Regions from separate parts of the Mus musculus genome. Here regions 1, 3 and 4 are each linked to region 2. Evidence: chromatin contacts called from public promoter capture Hi-C data. All regions are on one chromosome and are shown on one strand. Each heading gives the region's core, a stretch centred on a gene start, on an enhancer-like site or on the middle of the called end of the contact. The rest is flanking DNA. Distances are from core to core; before and after follow the strand shown. Region 1 holds the start of Exosc8 (exosome component 8). Region 2 holds the start of Slc33a1 (solute carrier family 33 (acetyl-CoA transporter), member 1). Region 3 holds the start of 4930593A02Rik (RIKEN cDNA 4930593A02 gene). Region 4 holds the start of Ift80 (intraflagellar transport 80).

Region 1 (5,223 bases), core at 2,345-4,844, 9.2 Mb before region 2:
ACATAGTGTGACTCTAACTCATTAAACTAAATAAAACCCAGCTGGAAAGGATTTATGAAGCAATTGTTTATTTAGACAAATACAGGGTCAAATGAACTTGCAGGATTCCTTCTAAACTCTAAAATGTCAGGGTTTAAGGTTGAGTAATCTCCACTACCCCGTTAGGCCACATGGCCACTTCAGAGCTCATAAAAGCGCAGGCTGCTCTTACCTTGCCTGGAGAAATGCATAAATCCTCTTTCTTAATCACCTGTGAGCTTGATGTAACGATAAAGAACACAGTAAATGGGAAGGCAAACCACGCGATAATGAATGGTGGTAAAACTATCCTAACAGCCTTACTTGTCAACGACATCTGCAATGAACTGGCTGGTTACTTGAGCCTCTTCCCCAGGAGGTCCTGTCCGGAACCTCGAAGAACACAGCGGTGGTAGATCCACATTAGGGACTGAAAGAAACACTGCAGCTGTGAACTAAATTTTAGCTCTGACAGCTTGGTTACTAGTAAAGGGACTGCTCCCCAGCATGGGACACTGTGACTGGCCATGGGTAGACTCTTTGCTCACATCCAACTATTCAAGTTTTAAATGCTGTTTCCCACCTATGGAAAAGATAATCCAAGACCAAAAATATTGCCCAGTACTTTAAATAGAACATAGACAGGATTTTAATCTGCAATACTGGCTTTTTGAATAAGGGCAACTGAATATGTAAATAAAAACCTGTCCATACAGGGTTGGCAAACTGAAGTTCTTGGGATTTCCCCTCTCCGTTATCTTCTGATAAGCAGAAAGCTTTGTGGGGTTGGAGCTGGGGAGTCGTTATTCTATTTTTGAACATTGGGAATTGCTATCCACCTCAATTACCTCACTGCCAGAGGTATCTCTCAACTTACTTATAATTCATTAAAATTATGAGCATTTAACTCACCGACATATCCTCTATCGGGGGCATCTACTGGTGGTGCTGCAAATTCCTACAAAAGCAAACAATGTATTCCAGTGAGAAAAGCCACGCAACACGATGACATTCTAGTCATCCACAGAGGCCGTGCCAGAGACCATTTCAGCCAATTAACCCATGTTAAGGATGCTGGCACTGCCTTCCTAGTGACTCCCAGGGAGGTTAAAGGGCAGTGTAATCAAACTGTGCTGCTCATCCATGAGGACCAGTGGGATTATGCCCACCCTATGACTTGTTCAGCAGCCAAATCTGAATTTAATCCCCAAGCGACACTGACATGACCAGGCTGGGGAGCCAGTAGTGGCTAGAAGCGAGGTATATAGCAATAAGAGCCCAGTGCAGCTATAGATCCACACAAGAGACTGCAAGAGCTGGGGAAAGTTACTTATCTCTCAAGTTCCTCTGCTGACACAGGGACAGATAAACAGTACCTGCCTACTCCTGAGGGCCCAAGTGAGACAGTGCCACTAAGTCCCAGGTATAATCCTGGCAAGCAGTATGTGGTCTGACAGTTATTACTTCAGCTTGACCACAGACCTAAACGAGGAAAGCTGCTCAGTGAAACGTGAGAAAGCACAGGTTCTGTCAGTAGACTCTGCCTACCTTCTACTTACAGAGATTGGTAACAGTAGAGCATCTAAAAAGCTCAGCAGACAGTTACTATTCCTACGACGAACAAAAGCTATCGATGGCTAAAGGTGTCACTGTAACAGTCGATTTCAAAACCGATATTGCTGAAACCCTAACGTGTGACGTGCTGAGGACTCACCTTGTAAAGCGTTAATGATGCTCACATGTAAAAAACAAAAAAACAAAAACCAACCTTGGGGAATATCATTCCAAATACCAGCCCCTGATCAAGTACAACCTCATAAGCATGCAGTTAACTTGGAATTCAGACATTACAGGCATACAGGAAACCTACTGCTTTAACGCCACAAATGACCGTGGTATTCCCCAGCTTCACGAGAGCAGAGCCATCCGCTGTACTGATTGAACCTGGAAAGGTAAACTTGGTATTCATAAAAAATTTTAAAAAGAAAAAAAAAAAGAAAATAACCACAAAGTTTCCTACAAAGTAGTTTAAATCTTTTTGTTTGCCTCTGAAACTCCCCCCACCCCCACCCACCCACCCCCTGAAACTTTTGACCGGTTCAGGTCAGTGACTTGAAAATGATATTACTACTTAACGTTTTTTCATCTTTTTCTTCGGTCTCCCAATTTGAACTAAAGTTTAGATCAACTACAAGGTTGGTGTGATGATAAAAATCTCTTAACATCACCCGATTGCGTTAGACATAGTAGAGCTGGCTGAAAAACTACGTGACACCAAGGATGTCCCACCCAACTAAAAGGAAGTTTATCTTCACCTATGTTGACAGTTGTGGCTCTGAATTCACCAAGTTCTCTTCCATCAGGACGGCAGTTTTCCTTCTAAATGTTTATAAGGAAACGGGTCATAGATGTATTTCGGGTACGCAGCATTAAGCCTCATTCATTTAAATGAACCGAAGCTTGGTGTTTTTACCCACAGCTCTAACGTACAAAACCACCTTCACTCACCAGAAATCTCCTGTAATACTCCAGCGGCTCCACAGTTCTGAAACAATGTTTAAAACGTGTCTCAGTCAGTGCGTCCTAAAGCAGAAACCCAGAACTTGAGAGTGTGGTGTCTGAGGCGTGATCTCGACAGGCTCAGGCGTTTGAAACTGTGTGGCCCGTATTTATAAAAGCCACACAGCAGCAACCGGTTTCCAGCGGTGACCTTAACTGTGCCATAGTCAGGAGGAACAGAGGCCCTTGGCACACCCAGAAGAGGGTCAACCTGGGTGTCAGTCACATCACTCGTGCTCTGAAGCAGGGACCTTAGCGTGACTTCGCGCCGTTATAAACCACACTCGCCAGCATCCACAACTTTACCACGGAAGAGTGTATTGTACATACGTTTGGCCTCCTCGCCGACCCGCGGCCACAAGTGACTGCAGGTAGGTACGGTGCACGCACCGCAGACGCGAGTTTGCAGGCTGCACGCGTGGGCGGCTCCGGGTTTAACCAGAGCGCGCCCAACGCTTTCCCAGTCCCTTCCGAGGGCGGCCCTGCGTGGAGAGCGGCGTGGCCCTCGGCTAAGAGGTCCGGGCCGTCCTGGATGCAGTGTCCCTCAGCGCCTCGAGTGGGCAGAGCCCTCCCGCGGCCCCGCGAGTCCTCGGGGGGGCCCCCACCCGCCGCCGCGCGCCACACCCGCACCCGGGCCCTCTTTGCGCGCGCCGCCACTCACTTGAACCCAGCCGCCATTTTTCCGGCCCGCTCTGCGCCTGCGCAGCCCTCCGCGCCTGCGCCCTCCGGTCGCCAGGCGTGCCTCCAGCCCAGGGCACTCGGAGGGATCCTGGGTTAGGGAAGTGCAGCTACCGTGTTCCTGCGCCCGAGGCATTAACGCCAGCTCCGGCCACCCCGAGCGTCCCGCTAGTCGCCAATCTCGCGGGGTCCCACGGGCCCGCGCGCTTGTGCACGAACACACTCCCACACACACGCAGGCGCACGAGATGAAAAGGGGGTGACCCTAAAACCCTCCACGGCGCCGGGCATCCTTAGATGGCTGCTCTGCACGGCGCGAGGGGTGAAGCCAGTGCACAGGTCCAGGGCTTTGACTTGCCGCACTCGGTGACCGGCCTGCAGTCCTCGGCGGAGCCGCGCGGGGGCGCTGCGGGGAGGCCTCGGCTTTCCTGCCGTGGCGGGGCACGGCCAGGCGGGGGCGCTGCGGGCGGCGGGCGAGGGCTAGGCCGGCCTCTCCTGCGGGGCCGGCTGGGGCGGGGCGCGGCGCCGCACCGCGCTTCCGCAAGTGTGGAGCTGCGGGATGGCTACGCTGCTACTGCAGCTGCTGGGGCTCGGCGTGGCGCTGGCGGCTGCCGCGCTCATTCTGGTGAGACCGTGGTGGAGTCCGGTGCTCCGGGTGTCCCTTCCGCGCTTCCCTCGCGTGCTTGGCTCCCTTGGCCTCAGATTCCCTGAAATCCTTTGAACCTTTGTTCCCCTTTGGAACCCTATTTGAGTGCCCAGAGCCTCCGCCCAGCTTTTCGGGGCTCCTGCTTCTGAACCCCCGCCTGTCACCCCTCCACGCCACTCCCCAGTCTTCTTCCTGGGGCTCCCATATGCACTGCAGCTGGAAAGAGCGGCCGATCCATAAGGCTAGGGACGATGGGTCAGCAAAAGATAGGCCCAGACGGCGTTCTATTCATTTTGGCCAGGGGTCTTTTTGTTTTGTTTTGGGTTTTTTTGCTTGAGAATCAGGCACCTTAGCGTTTTCTTTGCCATTCCTGTAGAAACGTGGCAGACCCCTTCTGATTATGTAGAAGAGGACATATTTGCCAACTAAACTCTGCCACATAGTTTGAAAAGGAGCCTGTAACTCATTCAGAAAGCAGATTCTGAAAAGCTTGCCTGTATTGAGACAGGTGGCCAGAAAGGCCTCTGCCACCTAGCCAATGTACATGTGCACATGCACAGTCTTGGAGTGGTGTAGCCAGATGACTGTCGCTGTGTGTCCGGTGAAGCCAGGCGCCCTCTCTCACTAAAATGCCTTCTTTAAAGGCTTGGAACAAATCTGAACTTTGTTGGCCACGTTCCGGGTTGTGGCCACTTTACTTTGAATCCTTTATACAGACTTAGCTGACTGTGTGTGCACGATGAGGCTGTGTGGACTGTACTAGATCCCACTGGCTTGAACGAGTAGAGGTACCCTTTATTTTACTGCAAGCATGTTGCACTTGGTGTGCAGTGCGTTGCATCTTGAAGCCTACTTTCCATCTGCCTGTTGGCATTCTTTCTCTCCGCCCACTTTTTTTTTTTTTTTTTTTTTTTTTTTTTGAGACAGGGTTTCTCTGTATAACTCTGGCTATCCTGGAACTCACTTTGTAGACCAGGCTGGCCTCGAACTCAGAAATCCGCCTGCCTCCCGAGTGCTGGGATTAAAGGCGTGCGCCACCATGCTCGGCCTCCGCCCACTTTTGAAAATAAATTTAAAACAATTCCAAATAACATTTCATCTCTAAATCATCTGCATTTATTTCTATAAGGACTTCCTTCTAAAACTTTACTGTAATAAGTTAATTCCAACCGTCTTTAAAACCTGTTATTTCTGTGTTTCCAAATACCCTGTCAATTTAAATACTCGGAGTTTGCCAGTATGGAGTTTGCCAGTGTGGATTTTTTTTTTGGTTTTGGTTTTGGTTTTTTTTCGAGATAGGGTTTCTCTGTGTAGCCCTGGCT
Region 2 (5,748 bases), core at 3,158-5,657:
CCCTTTTCAGGTGCGGAGCTTTCTCCCAGTGTAATCCTTTAAGCCTCGCATGAGTGCTAAAGGATGTAGTATAGCCAATATTAGAAAAACATACAAACAACTTATGACTTACCTATTTAGTAATGAACCAATTCAGCTTGCTTAAATTCTAAAAAGCATTTGTTTCATAAAAAGGTAATGAGTACTATAAGACAAATTTATTATTAAGGAAATATTGGTCTGCTTTCTTCCCTGTTCAAAATGCTTATCTTATAAATAGTGCTTTACCAGTAGATATAGGATTTATATCCATTACATTTTTTTCCAAAGAAATATACCCTCTTTTTCTCTGATCGACTCCTATATATGCATACTCATTTTAAAACAAATTTCAAAGTCACACAGGGGCTGGAAAGGTAGCTCAGCAATTAAGCGTACAGAACTGACATGGTGGCTCAGCCTAAGTCAGTTAAAAAATTAAAACTTTAACCTATCATTACTAAGAATCAGGCATTCTAAAAGTGGGTGATGCTTTCAGATAACTTGGGAATCACAATGTTATATTTGTCCCATAAAAAAAAGCCTTATATTAAGATAATTCCATCTTAAGGTTTTCCTTGAGGATTCCACTAACTTCTTACCAACTATAGACAAAATATCATATTAACAGTTACAAATACCTAACTCCAAGTCCATCTATCTCTTTCTTTCCTTCCTTCCTTTTCTTTCTTTCTTCCTTCATTTCTTTCTTTCCTTTTCTTTCTCTCTCTCTCTCTTTCTTTCTTTCTAAACAGGGTTTCTCTGTGTAGCCCTGGCTGTCCTGGAACTCACTCTGTAGACCAGGCTGGCCTCCAACTCAGAAATCCGCCTGCCTCTGCCTCCCTCGTGCTAGGATCAAAGGTGTGCACCACCACTGCCTGGCCCATCTATCTGTAAATAGCCTCTTGACAACATTCTTCTCATTATAGAGAAGGAAAAGCCACATCTGTCATCCTTCTGTCCTGTTCATTACTTACTCCTCGCTGTTTAAGGGTCTGTCTTTGCCTCTAGAGGTTCTTGGAAAACAAATGGAATGAGAGAAAAGGTTCAGAACTGTTATGAAGCTATAAAAAAGCAGTCAATATAACCAAGGTTGTTTCCTCCAGATCTTATCTCATCCCATCTTCCTGTTCTCAATTTGCTGTCTATAGAGCACTGCTTTTTAAATGTCCAAACCATTCCTCAGTATATTCCTTCTGTAGTATCCATAATTAATTACAGAATTACAATGTTTTTAAAAGGTTTATGTTCATGTGTACTAGTATTCTGCCTGAATGTAAGTACATGCACTCTGCATTCTTGGTGTCTGTGGAGGCCAGAAGAGGGTACTAAATCCCCTAAAACTGTAGTTACAGAAGGATGTAAGCCACCATATGAGTGCTGGGAACCAAACTTAAAACGTCTGCAAGAGCAACAAGACCTTTTATCAGCAGAACCATCCTCAAACCCTTGGCTGTTTTCTTTGTTTCAAGTTACGGTTTCCAATACACAGATTTTCTAGATACTGTTTTTATCTTCTCTTTAACTACCTAGGCAACGATATTTCCTTATGATTCCACATTCTTTAAATTCCTCAGAACCACTAGGTAGTTAAACTGGGCATGGTGGTGTACATAATTAACTATATGTGTCCTTAGGGAATAGAAGTCTAAGACCAGTCTAGACTCTTGTTGAAAACTAGGGGCTAGACAAAGGTCAATAATAGATTCCTAGCACTGAGAGAGGAAAAAAAGGAAAAAGTCCCACTGGTTAATAATGGGATTGAGACTTAGCACAGTAGAAGATGGCTTCCCTTTTATGTAGAAGTACTAGGTTCATTTCCCAGAACCAGGAACACACAAACAGAAACAGAATACACAGAATATAGTTATGTTATTACCAAATTACAGAAACCTCAAAACTAGTAATGTGGTTATGTGTAAGCATTAAAATTAAAAACTCTTTAACTTAAAATGTTTTAGACTAAATCATAAGTCAACTATGGATAGAAATTAATTAAAGTAAGCTATTTTAGAATCTTCTGGAGAACAAAGTTCAAATTCCAGTTATACCAAAAATAAATAAATAAAAAGAAAAAAAAATCACACCAGCTTACATAAAGGTTTAACTAATAATAAAGTCAACTGTTATCTCTACCATGGTCACTGGCCGGCTATTCTGGGCCTCAGCAATGTTCATCTCTACTGTTCCTAGTTTGCACAGACAGTCTTTATTTGCAGTAGGTCCTCAGAATCCTGCCACTTAGCCAATTCCAGAATGCTTATATTAAATACTCTTCCCATTCAGTAGATGGGTAAATGGGGACTACTTGTGAAATAAAGGTGGAAAAAGATTGAAAAGCAAGAAAACATTCACCAAAACACAAAAGAAAAAATGTGAACCATATGACCCACATTTTAAAATGTATACTTCTGTGTCAGGCAAATGTCCATGGATCTTTAATTCAGAAATTTTGTGATTCTATCGGTTGCTTTTTTCCTATTCACTAAAGAGTACTGATCAATATGACTGTGTTAATAGGCTGACATAAGGAATACTTGAAAGAAGCACACTTTAATAAAACAGAAAACATACTTAGGTATCTATCATATAAGTTCCCAGTAAAATTTAAAAAGCCAGCTGTAGTGGCACATGCTTGTAATATTAGCACTCGGGAGGGTGAAGCAGGACTGTGTCTCAAGCTGGATATATAGAGCCTTTTAAAAATCCTGTAAACAGAATTCAGAAAAAATTCAAAAGCAAGCAGAAGGACAAACATCAAATGGTTTCTCTTCTAGAAAGAATCTGGAAGGAAAAGAAAAATGTGTGTGTGAACTGTTTAAAGGAAGACGACTAGGAGGTAGATGTAGAGAACAAGGCTGTGTTATGGAAGTGATTGTGAGCAAAGTATGAAAATCTCATAATGGAATCCAATATTGTGTTAATTTGAAAGGGAAATGAAGTAAAATATCTTGTGCATCATTAAAAGTAAAAAATGTATGCAAACAAATGAGAGCTCCCATCTGATGTTTCATCAAAAGCATTCATAAGCATAAAATAAACCTAACAGTATAATAGTTTTAAGTACACTACCTGAAAGGGTAACGATTCCCCTGGGTTGAGGCTGAAACCGCAAGTATTTGTTACAAAAGTCAGCAGATTCAAGAGCCAAAAATAAAACATTGCCCAAAAAGTAGCCAGCTGTTTGGCCCACAGAATTGCATGTCGAAGCATAGCCCACGTTTTCCCGGGATAACATAGTTAATGCCCAACCATCCACAGCGATGTCCTGTGTGGCAGCCAGGAATTCAAACAAGAAGAATGTCACAGTGAGAGCAACTACATCCGGTGTTCTGCCATCAATATTTCCGAGCAAACGGTCCACTTGAGTGGATAAATATATCATGAAGATTCCTAGTGTATACTGAGTAGGGACAAGCCAGGACTTGCGACGACCAAAGTTCTTAAAGTAGACGGCATCAACCAAGGGAGCCCAGAGCAACTTAAGACTGAATGGCCAGAAGACAAAACTGAAGAAAGCCTGATCTGTATAGCTAACATTTTTGCTTTGCAAAATGAGGGGGATGCTCCCCGCCAGGCCTAAGGGAATGCCCTGAAGCACGTAAAGAAAGAGTAGTAACAAAATGCTACTTAGTTCGGATCTATAGCTCCGCGGGGCTTTAGGTAAGTCACCAGGGCCGGCATCACCTAGAAGAACTTCCCGGTCCCCCTCCCCGCCCACCGAGTCTCGGCGACTGTCATCCCAGCCGCCCGGTGGCAGCGGGCCACTCTTCATATCCAGAGCGTGGCTAAACATGCCTGACCGCCGCTGCCGACTGCTGTCCTTGTGGGAGATGGTCGGTGACATATCAGAGACGACGCAGAGCCCGGTGTGTGGGGGCCTGAGGCTGGCGTTTTGATCAGTCTAGTCCCAGGTCCAAGGCAGTCTCTCTGGACCCGGGTCACGGTGGTTCAACGCCGGGAGGGCGGACGCGGAGAGACTGGTCGCTGTTTTGCAGCAGGGAGCCAGATCCCTGGCAGGTGGCCCAGGCGAAGCCTGGGTCGCTGCCCACAGGAGCGACTTCAGGGAGCCGGCAAGAGCTCCCCGTGCAGCCGCACCCGGCTTGAGGCTGGCGGAGCGTGCCGTGGCGCTGCGACGGAGTCTGGCTCTTAACTGCAGCGGGGACTCGAACGCTCTCTTGCCCGTCCACCAGCTGACACTGCAGCGGGCACCCTCCTCAGTAGACACCAGAGGTAAAGGATAACTTCCTGCCTCGCGCTTCGGGAAGTGGTTCCCTGCCAAAATGGGTTCCGTGCCTCCCGACGGAGCCAGCGAATCAGAACAAGTTCCGGTGGCGGCGACCGCGAGCAACGTTTGCTAGGAACCATTAATTCCCTCGATTCTAACCCCGAGGGAGGAATAACGCCAGCGTACCGAGCGTCCAGGACGGAACGTCTTAACAAACCCGGTTCCGTTTGCGCATGCGCTTGCATGGAACTCGTGTGCCTCGGCCATTGGGCCCTCGTCGCCACGTGAGCGCGGGTTTTCTGGATTGGCCTAGGCCTTGGTGATAACATTGCACAAGGTCTGTAGGCGAGTTTGTACTTATTTAATTCAGTACATAACTTCCAGGCTTGTAGTTGGGTAATAATGCTGCTTTGTGAACCTGCAGTTACTAAGCTTTGGTGTCAGGTTGTGGGTCCTTTATGCCCGACTAAATGGAAACACTCCTACCTAATACACAGAACGAATAAGGCTGTCCATTTCCCCCAATGTCAAGGAAGAAATGTAGGGGAACGCTAGATACACAGAGTGAAGGAGGTAAATTTCAGTCTGCTGCATCTTATTTTTTTGCCAATGGAAACGTCTCGAAACCACCTTTCTCCTTTCATGTCATCCATGGTTATGCATTTTAAGTGCATAACGACGCACTTCTTCGAGTTTTGGTGAATCGTTGGAAGCTCTTAGAGCTTGAAATGTTGAGATACTAGATTTAGTATTTCAGTGATAACAAAGAAATAAGTTTTCCAAGAATTTTATTGGATTCATAATTGGCCAGTTTTTCAAATGCCATTTCAAGTGTAATAGTACATGCTTTCTTCATTAAAAACAAAAACAAACCATAAATTCCCTTGTGGATTTGCTGCCTTCCCACTTTTCTGATTTCTACAGCTTATTAACCACTTAGCTAATTTCCCATGTTCTCTTCTCATTTCTCCCTGGGTCCTTCCTTTTCCTCTCCTCCCCCTTCTCTCCAGCTCTTGTATGGTCATAGAAATGTGAGACTTTGCTTATTATTATTATTATTATTATTATTATTATTCGTCTTTCATTTTCATTGTATTGATACTGAGTCCTGGGTTACATAAGCTAGCATATGTACCCAGGCTGGTCTCAAACTTATGGCCATACTCCTGCCTTAACTTCTAGAGTCCTAGGATTCTATACATGAGCCACCACACCTAGTCTGATATACTTCAATGAAAGAACACAGTGACCATGAAGTCTTCTAATCTTTGTTAAAGAGAGGAACAGAGTTGGTTGTGGTGGTGCATGCTTGTAATCCAGACTAGTCTATAAAACGAGTTCCTGGCCATCCATGGATATATAGCAAGTCTCTGTCTCAAAAATTGGAGTGGAAAACAGTTTATAGTGTTATCTATGTGAGACCAAAAGTCTCTATTTTTTTCAACAGGATCTTACTGTATGGTCCTTACTGGCATGAAACTCACTCTGTAGACCGGGCTGGA
Region 3 (5,658 bases), core at 925-3,424, 5.3 Mb before region 2:
CATGATTCCATTAATTTAGCCGTGAGGATGTAAACACAGGTCCTAAACAAACCATTGGAGCCATGGGAATGAGAGCTCGGACTTTGACTTGTGGTTTGCCCACCCCACCCCACCCCCCAGCACAGGCAACTAAATAAAATGCTGTCACTGGAGAGAGAACTAATAACGCTCTTAAGTGTCTGCGTTGAGTCCTTGTGGACTCGAGTTCATCGCAGTTAGTCAAACAAACAAACCAAAACAAAAACCAAACAGCAGCTACAACTTCTGAGTCCTCCGCAAGTCTGGGAAGCTGAGAGAAGGCGTGGCTTGCTGGGTTTTCTGGGCTCCCGTGCTAAGCAGGCAGTATCCGCTTCCCCTTACAAAGCGCTCTCTCAAGTGCTCCAGATCTTGGGCACTGGGTCCAGGAGGAATCCAGGACCGTTCTCGCCAAGCTCAGCGCTGGAAACCGTCCGCTTCCTTCCTCCACAATCTCCACTGCCAGCTTCCCTGTTCACATTAAGCTGCCCAGGCTTTATAGAGCACACCCCTGCGGTGGACGCGGCGGCACTTGGCTGGGAGAGCTGGGATGCTTCTAAACCGTCATCAAGTGCCAACTTATCTACAGTCAGTGCTCCGGCAAACGTCAACCCTAGTTGCTAGTTCCCAAAATGGACAGGTTGGCCTGGAAACAATAGACAAGGTACACACACGTACACACCGGAGACAGAGAGAGTGCGCCAGAGAGAGAGAGAGAGAGAGAGAGAGAGAGAGAGAGAGAGAGAGAGAGAGAGAGAGAGAGAGAGAGAGAGAGAGGGAGGAGAGAGAGAGAGACAGACAGAGAGAGAGAGAGAGAGAGAGAGAGAGAGAGAGGAGAGGAGAAAGACAGACAGACAGATGGAAACAGTGAAATGCCATTCGCCTCTTAGGGCCTTCAAGTGCGCTGGAGGGCACCGGAACTCTGGAAGGTTCCTTGGCAGATCTGCGGATGGTGGCTGGACTTACCTTACAGGGAAACAGAACTGCCGAGGCGACCTTCTCCATAGCCAGGTTCCTGATGCTGGGCGTTAGGGCGCCCCTGCACGTCGGGCAGCAGCTTAACTTCTGGCGGCATTGGTTACACACCAGGTGCCCGGCCTGGCACTGCAGAATGGGGGGCAGGACATAGTCAAAGCAGACCGGGCACTCGAAGAGCGAGGTCAGCTCGTGGTGCTGCGGGGACACCGGGTCGGCCCCGCCGCCGGCTCCGGGGCCTGAGATCACCGCTGCCGCGGCGGGCACCGCGGACGAGCCGGGGCCCGCTGCCGAGATGGTGGCGGCGGCCGGGGGCGCAGCCGGGGACGGGGCGTGCGGGGTCTGAGGCGGCGGCGGCTGCTTGCTGCAGGGTTTGTTAGCGCTGGGGCCGGTGGAGGACGGGCGGCTCATCGCGCTCCGAGCCCACCATGGACCTGCGGGCGTCTGCCTGCCGCGGGGCCGCCCGGGTTAAGGCGGTGCGCGCCCCGCGGGTGGCGGGCTCCGGGGCAACGCCACGGCGCCCAGCCCGGGGGACCCAGCGCGGACCCGACCGGCACCGGGAGGGCGGGGACCGGACCGCGCCGATCCTCTCGGCGGCACCCGGATGGTCGTCGCTCTCGGGGCTCGCGGCCGTGCGGTGCCCTCCTCCGGCGGCGTTCTGGTGCGCAGAGCCCTGGCCCACTCGCTTCAGGAGCGGCAGCTGACGCAAGCCCCGGGGGCGCGCGCGGACGTGACGCTAAGACACGTGTGCGGCCGACCCGGCACTCAGGGACTGGCAGAGCCACCCTGCGGCCCGCGCAGCTCCGCCCGACCCAGCTGGCAGCGCCCGAGCGGTTTCCTCGCTGGGAGCCCTTGAATGAGTCGATCGCCGCCGCGTGGGGTCGCTTCTCTGCGACAGTGGAAGCCGGCAGCCCAGGGAAAGGACGTAGCCCGAGTCTCCCGACCCTTCCCAGGGGACCTACGCCGACCCGCACCGACTCCAGCTAGAAGGGCAACTGCTGGCCCGGCGTGGGCGTGGAGGGCGCGCGAGTGCGCCGGGGGCGGGGCGGGGCTGGGCGGGGCGGGGGGCGGGGCTCGGAATCCCACGTTTCTTTTAGCCATTGACGCGCTGGAGCAGCTGGCGATCAGGCTACTCGGCCGGTAGCTTGACACGCGGGGGCGGGACCCGGAGTCGGGCGGGAGCCGCGCGAAGGCCTCGGGTGTGGCCCGGCAGTTAGGTACGAGGGTGGGCTCTTCAGTGGTTGGGACCTTAACGCTAGGTTTTCCTTCGAAAGCCCACTGGCGAAAGCTTCTTGGAATTGGCCGCCTCTGATTGAGAGAACCTGAACCTCTTTGACAACTCTGACTCGATGGAGAATTAAAACCTCCAAGGAATACCATACACGTGGGTTGGGTTTGTGAGGCCCCAAATGACAGGAGACCCTCTGGTGCCTGAGTCCTTAACGTCTAGTCCTGGTCCAAACCTTAGGCTTTTAGCTTACTTACCTGGGGCTTTGGGAAGAAGGAAATGGGTGAGGTCAACCTACCCCTTACCAACCCTCAGCTTGACAGGATTGGTGCTGGATTCTTCCTGAGTTGTCTTTGTACACCCGACATATGGAAAGTCTCTAAGATCCCCATCTTAGAGGTGTAAAAGGCACCCACGGGAGCTGGAGGGACGCCTCAACATACTACTCTTAGAGGACCAGACTTTGGTCCCCAGCACCCACAACTGCCTGTAACCCCAGCTCCAGGGGATCTGATACCATTTGGTACCAGTACACATTATATACACACATGCCCATAAATAAAAATAAACCTTAAGTGTGGTGGGGGTGGGACAGGGGACATCTACAGCCTACCTTCCGGTCTAGCAATAAGAGAACTCTCCGAGGGTTCCCCTAGTCTCAGTAAAACTTATTTCCAGGTACTCTTCACCATTCAGAACCCCAGAATTAGAGAGCGCCTGAGAGTTTGGAGTGAACCGTATAATGGACATACCCTGCACACAATTGCTATGGCAAGCGTTTTATGCCTGAACTGATGACACTGGAATTGGAAAAAGCTAGTATTGATACTCTTTGTAGGAAAACAGAGATTAGTCAGGATAGGGTAAAATAGTGCCCTGTGACTTCGAGCGAAATTCTTTTTAATATCCTGACTTAGTTTGTGACTGTCTTGTGTGCACACGTGGAGGTCAGAGGACAGGTTTGTGGGAGTCGACTTTCTCAAGTTGGCAGGCTTGATGCAGGCACCACTACCCTCCTGAGCCACCTTCCTGGCTCCAGTCTCCTACTCTGTAAAAGTGAATTTAAACAATTTGAGTTTCTCTGTGCCATTCTTGTAGAACCTCATCCATCATAGCCACCTTGTAAATGATAGCCGTAGTTTAAAAATAACAGTGAATATTTATTATTAGAGTCAATGAATAGAATCTGCTCAAAGAAAAAAAAACAAAGTTAAATTTTGTAATCTAGAAAGACTTCATGAGTAACTGGGTTATCTAAAGTTGTAGAGAAAAACTTAGTGATACATGCCACCTAATCACCCTGCAAATATTCCCTTTGTGTATGCCAGCCACTGTCCTGAGAAGAGTTCTTACTCATTTAAATTCTAGGACAGAAGCAGGAGTGGTAAACCGCTCAGGCAGGGCAAAGGATCTCCGAGGTTTGGGAAATGTCCAGACTGCAGGCCTATAAACTCAGCTCCTTAGGGGTGCTGAGTGAGAAGGATGCTAAACTCAAAGGCTACCTGAGTTACAAAGTGACTTCAAGGCCGGCATGAACAACTTAGTGATACTGTCTACAGTTGAAAAGAAAGGCTAGGGGTGTAGCTTAGTGGCATGGTGTTTGTCTGGCTTATGCAAGGTCTTAGGTTCAATTCCTAGTAATTCGAAAAGGGAAAAGAATACAGTGGGGGTTTGGGGGGTGGAAAGACTGTGAAAAGTGGATGCACACAGAGGATGTATTACAGATGGACTGGCACTTGGTGTGTGTAGTGGGAGTGTTACATACACTAGCTATGTATGAAACTAGTATATGGACAGCTAACAAAGGAATAAGGCATCTGCCTCCGATTCACCTTGGGTTTTGTTTTTGTTTTTTCAAGACAGGGTTTCTCTGTGTAGCCCTGGCTGTCCAAGAACTCACTCAGTAGACCAGGCTGGCCTCGAACTCAGAAATCTGCCTGCCTCTGCCTCCCAAGTGCTGGGATGAAAGGGGTGTGCCACCACTGACCAGCTCACTGTGGCCTTTTTTTTTTTTTTTAAAGCCCTGTAATATACTGAACTTGAACTTCTAGATTGGTGCTATGGGGACTATAAAATAGTATTTATTGAGCACCCACTATATGGGTAAAATGGGTTTTTAGATTTCCAGGCACGTCATAGGGTGGATACTATGGTTATAGTCGAGGAAACAGAGGCATAGGGAGTTTGGTTTGCTCAGATTCACAGAGCCAAGATGGCTGGAACCTGCTCCAGAGCTCGTATCTTATCTGACTCCTACTTTGCTAAGATGAGGTGATTAGCTCACTCACCATAAAAAGAAATCAGCTCCAGAGACCATAATGAAGTGCTGCCCTGTGTAGGCAGTCGTCATTCATTCTTAGCTGGTCTGAACAGGAAAGTATTCTGTTTATTCATTGTTCACCTCTGTTGGGCACACACAAAAAATGGTAGGAAATAAAAGCACCCACGGTCTCACCTTTATTGGAGAGAATATATATATATATATTCAAGTTAGAACCCTAGCAGTTGGAATTTATGACAGACTGCATTCCCTTGTCTCTCTGACCTCTGTCCTCTGTCAGAGACTCCCCATTTCCAGAGTTTGAGAATGTTTGCTGCAGAAGTGGGGTCTTTGCTTTGGCCATACTGACAAGTTCTAGCAGGTTCTGATATTTCAAAATGAAGTATGGTTTCAGAGGCTGCTGAAAAAGAAAAGAAAAGAAAAGAAAAGAAAAGAAAAGAAAAAGAAAAGACCCTAAAACAAAAGCAAACAAAAAACCCAGGAAAAATAATTCTTCACTAAGTGAATTTGGTTACTAAAGCTACAACTCTTACCCTGGCAGATGACTCACCTGGTGTAGAGAATCGCTTCCTTCTAAAGCTTGGTACTCCTGATTAAATCGGCCAGGGTAGTTAGAAACAAAGCAAATGAGAGGTGTCGGGGCAGTTGCTGACAGTGGAGAAGAGGACAGGCCTGCTGGCACATCACTAACCTCCCATGCTGTTAGACTGGACTTTCCAGCCACATTTCTCCTCCCTAAGGGGCTTGGATGAGAGAGGGAGCCTTTCTGCTTTGTGAGTCTGAACTCCTCATTTCCGTGGAGAACATTTAGCTTCGAGCTGCTGCTCAGTGAGTGTGCAGATGGGTGCTGTGTGCAGAACTGACTTGTTTGAGATTTATTTGCCCTGGGGAACGTGGTCGTTCCTGGGCCTAGGCTTAATGGGTGACTTCTGGGCTTCAGGGAGAGGGGGTGAGCCCTCCCTTTTGCAATCTCTGGATTCACGACTCATTTTCTTCATCTGGATGAGAGGTTAAACTCCTCTCGCCCACTGAATTTTCGATGGCCTGTCAAGCAGATGGTTCTCTCTACCCAGCTCCTGCTCTGTGCTCTTATTTTGTTTGTTTTTAATCATAACAAACACACTTGTTTTATTTTTATAGGTGTTTTCCCTGCATGTGT
Region 4 (5,105 bases), core at 1,588-4,087, 5.0 Mb after region 2:
CTGTGCTGCCAGGCATGATGATGCTTGCCTCGAAGTCCAGATAAATAGAAATTCAAAGCTAGCCTTGGCTACATAGGAAATTCAAGGCTAGTCTGAGCTATAATGAGACCCTGTTTCAAGGAAGAGAGGGAAGGAGAGAGGGAGGGAGATGTTTGTTCTGACAGGGCATGGTTAAGTTCATTTAAATTTGAGGCTGTCGTTAAGTGATTTACTGAAGACCACTCCTTTCCACGTTAGTTAAGACTTTCCATACTGATACCAGCATCCGACTCAGTGGCCAGCACTACTGCTTGTTTTACCTGTTGCCTTTTCACTAACTCAGAGATCCATAAAGAACGGCACTTGACTGTCTTTAAGGGTTTATACTCTTAACCACCAAAACCTGTAACAGCAGTAGTCTGTCCAAAAGAACCGTGAATCTTTCCTTTCTCTTGCCTAGGCACTCTTCCCTACTCAGGAAAGAGTGTTTAATATCGATCTATCTAAACCTATGACTGATTTCTTTTCCCTGTAACAACATAACCCATTTCAGTTGTTAAGAAGTCTTCCTTTTTTTTTTTTTAAAAAACACTCTCACTCTATAGCACTGGCTCCAACTCAACACATAGCCCAGGTATTCTAAATGCATGGCAAACTTCCTGCCTCATCTCCCAAGCTACACCCAGCCTGTAGCTATATTCTTAATTTGCCTTTCAAGATCCTTCCTAAATTACTCTTCCTCAAATGCCATCACATAGTAATATCAAATACTTATGTATACTAGATGAACAAACACTGCTCTGAGATAGACATTATCTGTTGATTTTTAACATTCCCAGAGACACTTGATGAGTAAACTGCCCAATTCTACATCCAAAGAAATAATAGGATTTAGGGTTGTTTTCTAACTTTTAATGTGTATACTGCATGCACGTATGTGTGTGCCGAGCACCACCATTGTGCAGAAAAGGGCGTCAGGTCCCCTGGACTGGAGTTACAGGCAGGTATAAACTCTCAGTATAGGTGCTGGGGACCAAATCCAGGTCTGCGAGAGCAGCAGTGGTCCTCACTGCTGAGCCGTCTCTCCAGCCTTCCTGCTTCCTACTTATAGCTTTCTAGTAAGTTCTGCTCTGACTAGCATATACACCTTCCCATATGGTCTATTCTACCTTTTTCTTACATTTACTTTACATGTATGAGTGTCTTCTCTGCATGATGTGGTTCACATGCATGTCTCTCTCCAGGCCAGAAGAGGGCACCGAATCCCTGGAACTGGAGTTACAGACGGTTCTGAGAGCCATGTTGGTGCTAGGAACAGAACCTGGGTCCTCTGCAAGAGCAGTAAGTGCTTCTAACACCACACATCTCCCCTGGCCCAGTCTACTTCTTTCATAGCAGGTATCTCTTCCGCTCAGCTTTGTTGTATTTTAGAACCTCTGAAAATACAAAATACTCCAGAAGCCCCTAAAAAGAATCCCTTTATCCTCTTGGTACTCCTACTAGTCCTCCATACCCCCCCCAAAAAATATTCATTGAGCTTCATGGTGACATTTATTTTATGAAGACAATTTATTTTCAACTAGAAATATAAAGGTACATTATTATATTAGCAAACGTTTATTCAAACCACACCAATCTCCAAACTCCTCCAGACTCCCACACTTGTAGTCCTCTCCAGCACTTCCTGAGAATCACTGAATCTAAGTGTTAGGCATCTCAAAGCCATAATATATTTTAGAACAATGTAAATTCATTCATTAAAGGTTGGTGGGCTGGAGAGATGGCTCAGTAGTGGTTAAGAGCACTGACTGCTCTTCTCTGAAGGTCCTGAGTTCAAATCCCAGCAACCACATGGTAGCTCACAACCATCTGTAATGAGATCTGACACCCTTTTCTGGTGCACCTGAAGACAGCTATAGTATACTTAGATTATAATAATAAATAAATCTTTTTTTTTAAAAAAAAAAGGTTTATTGGTGCTCTAAAATGCCAAACCCTAAATAGGTTGAGGAAAAAAAAAGAGAAAGGCTAACAGCTCTCAATTTAAAAGTTGCTGTATAAATACTTACTGGGGGCAGCGAAATTAATCAGCGGTTCTTTAACATTGGGGAGGATGAGTGATACAGACCGTTTTTCAAAATTATAGGGTCACTAAACATTCAGGAAAACAATGCCAAAACACACAAAACTTGGTATACAATTTTCGGAGAGTCAGAAACTCTGTCCCAACCATCATTATCCTCAAACTCAGGTTAAAAGCCCATTAAGGAAACTAAACCGCTCGGGATTAGGAATTGCCGCATCCATTTAACAACCCTTGCTATTCCTTTCACTGTGTAACAAAGACAAATGCTACTTATGAACTAATTCCCCCATAACGGTAACTAGTTATCACCAGCGAATCCTTTCTCCCACTAGGAGCCCTGCTGGCCAAATGGTTATTTAAACTCAACACCTTTCAGTAGTGTCACTTACACAAAATAGTTCAAAAATCATTGTTATTCATAAATGGACTACAAGGTTAACTCAATAATCCCGGTTTCCTCGCTTTACCTGTAAACTCCACATCCCAAGATCAACACCCTGGTGGCTGGAAGAAGATGGAAAATAACTGATGCTCCCGCAAAGCTCATCCCATCTAACCAAGAGAAGCTAGGTCTTAATGACCGCTACCGCTTCCAAGCCCTTTCTTCAAAGGCTCTGGAGATGAAGAAATTTACCTCAAGTTCCAGGAAAGCGGTGGCGACTGCTCTCAGAGCTCGAACTAGTTACCAAATAGCCTCCCGACCTTTCCGTCACCATAGTGATTTCTAAGCGCTGCGAGCGTTTCCCCCTGCCATGTTCCCGCGATACTTGCTAGGTGCCAGTCACCCGAGCGGGCTCTTGACCCCGCCCCTAACCGAGCCCGCCCTCTCCCTGGAAGGTGTTATTGGGCAACTTGGACCCGCCTACAATTGTAGGCGGGACCCTGCTTGTTTTGTTTTGTTTTTTTTCCTTCTTTTTCAAATTCCTCCAGTTTTTCAAATGCTGTCGTTCTAGAAGTGCGAAACTCTCATTTCTGTTAAAGTCCACAGAAAGGACGTAGCCCTGCTTGCTCTCCCTTCCCAGTCGTAACTTGGCCCTCGGCGCCACGGTCCCTGGGGTAGAGCCCGCGCATGCGCCCGAACGGCCCGAAGATGGCGGTGGGACTCGCCGCACTTTTTTTCAAATTCGCGGGTCCCAGAAACCCTTGCGCGCGTTTGTAACGAATTTCCGTTCGAGTTTGGATTTTAGGCGCCATTTTCGAGTGAAGGACCCGGAGCCGAGACACCGGGAGGAGCGAGGCGGGGGGTCGGCCGTGCCACCATTTCAGCCCGGCTCGGAGTGGACCCGCCGACAGGTGAAGTCCTTCTCTTCTAGATCAGGTTGTCACACTTTCTCCTCCCTGCCCCGCGGGCGCCCGCAACCCCAAGGCCTGGAGCTGGAGCGGCGGAGGCGGCTCGGCGAGCTCCCGTGCCTGTCACCCCTCCCCCTCGGCGGCCGGGCGGCGGCTCCGGCGCCTCTTCCTGGGGGAGGCAGCGAGCCTGGCTCGGCCAGAGCGTCCCCTCCCCCAGGCCGATCCGTCCTGTCTCCTAAGGGGACTGCAGCCCCACTCAGAGCCTCTCCTGGGCACTTGGCATGGCTTACACTGTCGTCCATCGGGACTCCGCCCCGGACCCGGGAGGGTTAGACCCCCTACTATCCCGGAAAGTGACCCAACCCAAGCAGACGCTGCCAGAGTCCAGTTCAGCAGTGTGTGGCGGGTGACTCCGGCTTCGGCCATCCTCTCCGCTGGGGCGATGAGGAAAAGAGACCTGGACTTCTCCGAGGGCCGTCCGGGCGTCAGGACCTAAATGGCGGGGAGAAGGGAGGGGGTTGACAAGTCGCCCGGGCAGGCAGGCGCTGCTGCTCTGGAGAGTAGCCACGCAGCCCCGAAGCTGGACGAACTTGTCTCTCTCTCTCTCTCCCACTCTGTACCTCTCTCCCTCCCTCCCCGATTCCGAGCACATTCACTCCCCAGCCCCGACGGGAGGAGACTTGTCAGCAGACGTCCTTCTCTTATGAGATGGTTCCACAGGGGCGGGGGTGGCCTGAGCGAATTCCTCCGTCCTGGGCGCGATGGCAGGCGCGGCTATGTTTCCCCACGTAGCTGGGGCGTGGGAAAACCCGTCCCGCCCGGTTGCCACTGCTGGGTTCCTAGTAGCCACTTTCCTAGGGACCCGCTACTGGCTAGCGGCGTTGGGGAACGCGGTGGCGGGGTGGGTCCTGGGCGGAGCCCGTCCTGCTGCTGCGGGGCCTGAGCGGCGAGCTGCGGGCCGACCTGACTCGGGACTCTTCTGCCGCAGCCACCATGCGGCGTAAGGGCACCAAGCCCTCCACTGCCTGCCACCAGGAGGAAGGGCCGCCGCCCTCCCAGGACGGTGCCCACAGCGACGAAGAGATGGAGCAACCGGCCGGCGAAGCGGAGAGCGCTGCACCCGCAAGTGAGTGACAGGTCGGGATCCCCGTGCGTCGGAAGCCTGTGGAGACCCTCTGAGGGTGGCGGGGCGCAGGCGACGACAGGTTGATTTGGGAAGCTCCGGAAAGCCGTTCTTTGGTTTTCAGAGGAATTCCATGCAGTTTGCTCTAACGGTTCTGGAAGATATGAGAGTGAGCGGAAAACTTGCGTTGTGAGTTTCTGTGTTTTAGAGTAGTACTGACCTCTTTCTCATATTTCCGCTGAAAGCGGCATGGGTGCTGAGCGCCTCTGCGCCCTTAGACTGGAGTGAATGTGATGTGGAGTTGCGTGACTCGCCCTTTACTGTTGGATTGTCTTTTGGGGCGCAATACTAATTTTTACTTTATAAAGTGTGTCAGTGTTGGGTGACGCGGGCATATGTACATGAGTGCAGGTGCCCCTGGAGGGCATGAACCTCGAGCATCCCATTGTGGGTGCTGAAAACCAAACTTGGGTTCTACACAAGAAAAAAATTGCTGGGCCCCCTAGATTGCCTTTAAAGAGAAGGTATAATTGAGAGCGTAGAGCAGGCGGAGGGTAGAAATTAAGAGCTACTGTGAAATTCCTGTCACCATGTTACTGAAGTTTGTGAGTTTCTTAAGCTGAGCCA

Evidence for each region. Promoter capture Hi-C pulls out the DNA fragments that hold promoters and counts their contacts.
Region 1: a contact with region 2 is called in a promoter capture Hi-C map of pre-B cells. The contact joins the promoter of Exosc8 here to the promoter of Slc33a1 in region 2. A contact is called at or near these places in 1 of 39 promoter capture datasets (pre-B cells) and 2 of 484 Hi-C or Micro-C datasets (CD4 T cells and CD8 T cells).
Region 3: a promoter capture Hi-C map of pre-B cells shows a contact between it and region 2. The contact joins the promoter of 4930593A02Rik here to the promoter of Slc33a1 in region 2. A contact is called at or near these places in 1 of 39 promoter capture datasets (pre-B cells) and 1 of 484 Hi-C or Micro-C datasets (CD4 T cells).
Region 4: a promoter capture Hi-C map of pre-B cells shows a contact between it and region 2. The contact joins the promoter of Ift80 here to the promoter of Slc33a1 in region 2.

Annotation. Positions count from the first base shown.
Region 1 is chr3:54,731,770-54,736,992 of GRCm38.p6, forward strand. It overlaps Exosc8 (exosome component 8), which reads right to left and starts at 3,595. Exons shown (of 11, transcript NM_027148.3): 1 at 3,239-3,595; 2 at 2,527-2,563; 3 at 2,334-2,397; 4 at 1,889-1,962; 5 at 931-976; 6 at 343-448; 7 at 212-257. The coding sequence starts at 3,255. It overlaps Alg5 (asparagine-linked glycosylation 5 (dolichyl-phosphate beta-glucosyltransferase)), which reads left to right and starts at 3,770. Exons shown (of 10, transcript NM_025442.3): 1 at 3,770-3,880. The coding sequence starts at 3,815.
Region 2 is chr3:63,960,326-63,966,073 of GRCm38.p6, forward strand. It overlaps Slc33a1 (solute carrier family 33 (acetyl-CoA transporter), member 1), which reads right to left and starts at 4,408. Exons shown (of 6, transcript NM_015728.5): 1 at 3,091-4,408. The coding sequence starts at 3,865. It also overlaps a transcript of Gmps not described here.
Region 3 is chr3:58,690,415-58,696,072 of GRCm38.p6, forward strand. It overlaps 4930593A02Rik (RIKEN cDNA 4930593A02 gene), which reads left to right and starts at 2,175. Exons shown (of 9, transcript NR_045167.1): 1 at 2,175-2,207; 2 at 5,640-5,658. Siah2 (siah E3 ubiquitin protein ligase 2) reads right to left here and starts at 1,974. Exons shown (of 2, transcript NM_009174.3): 1 at 982-1,974. The coding sequence starts at 1,401.
Region 4 is chr3:69,001,733-69,006,837 of GRCm38.p6, forward strand. It overlaps Ift80 (intraflagellar transport 80), which reads right to left and starts at 2,838. Exons shown (of 20, transcript NM_026641.2): 1 at 2,700-2,838. It overlaps Smc4 (structural maintenance of chromosomes 4), which reads left to right and starts at 3,006. Exons shown (of 24, transcript NM_133786.4): 1 at 3,006-3,358; 2 at 4,344-4,481. The coding sequence starts at 4,349.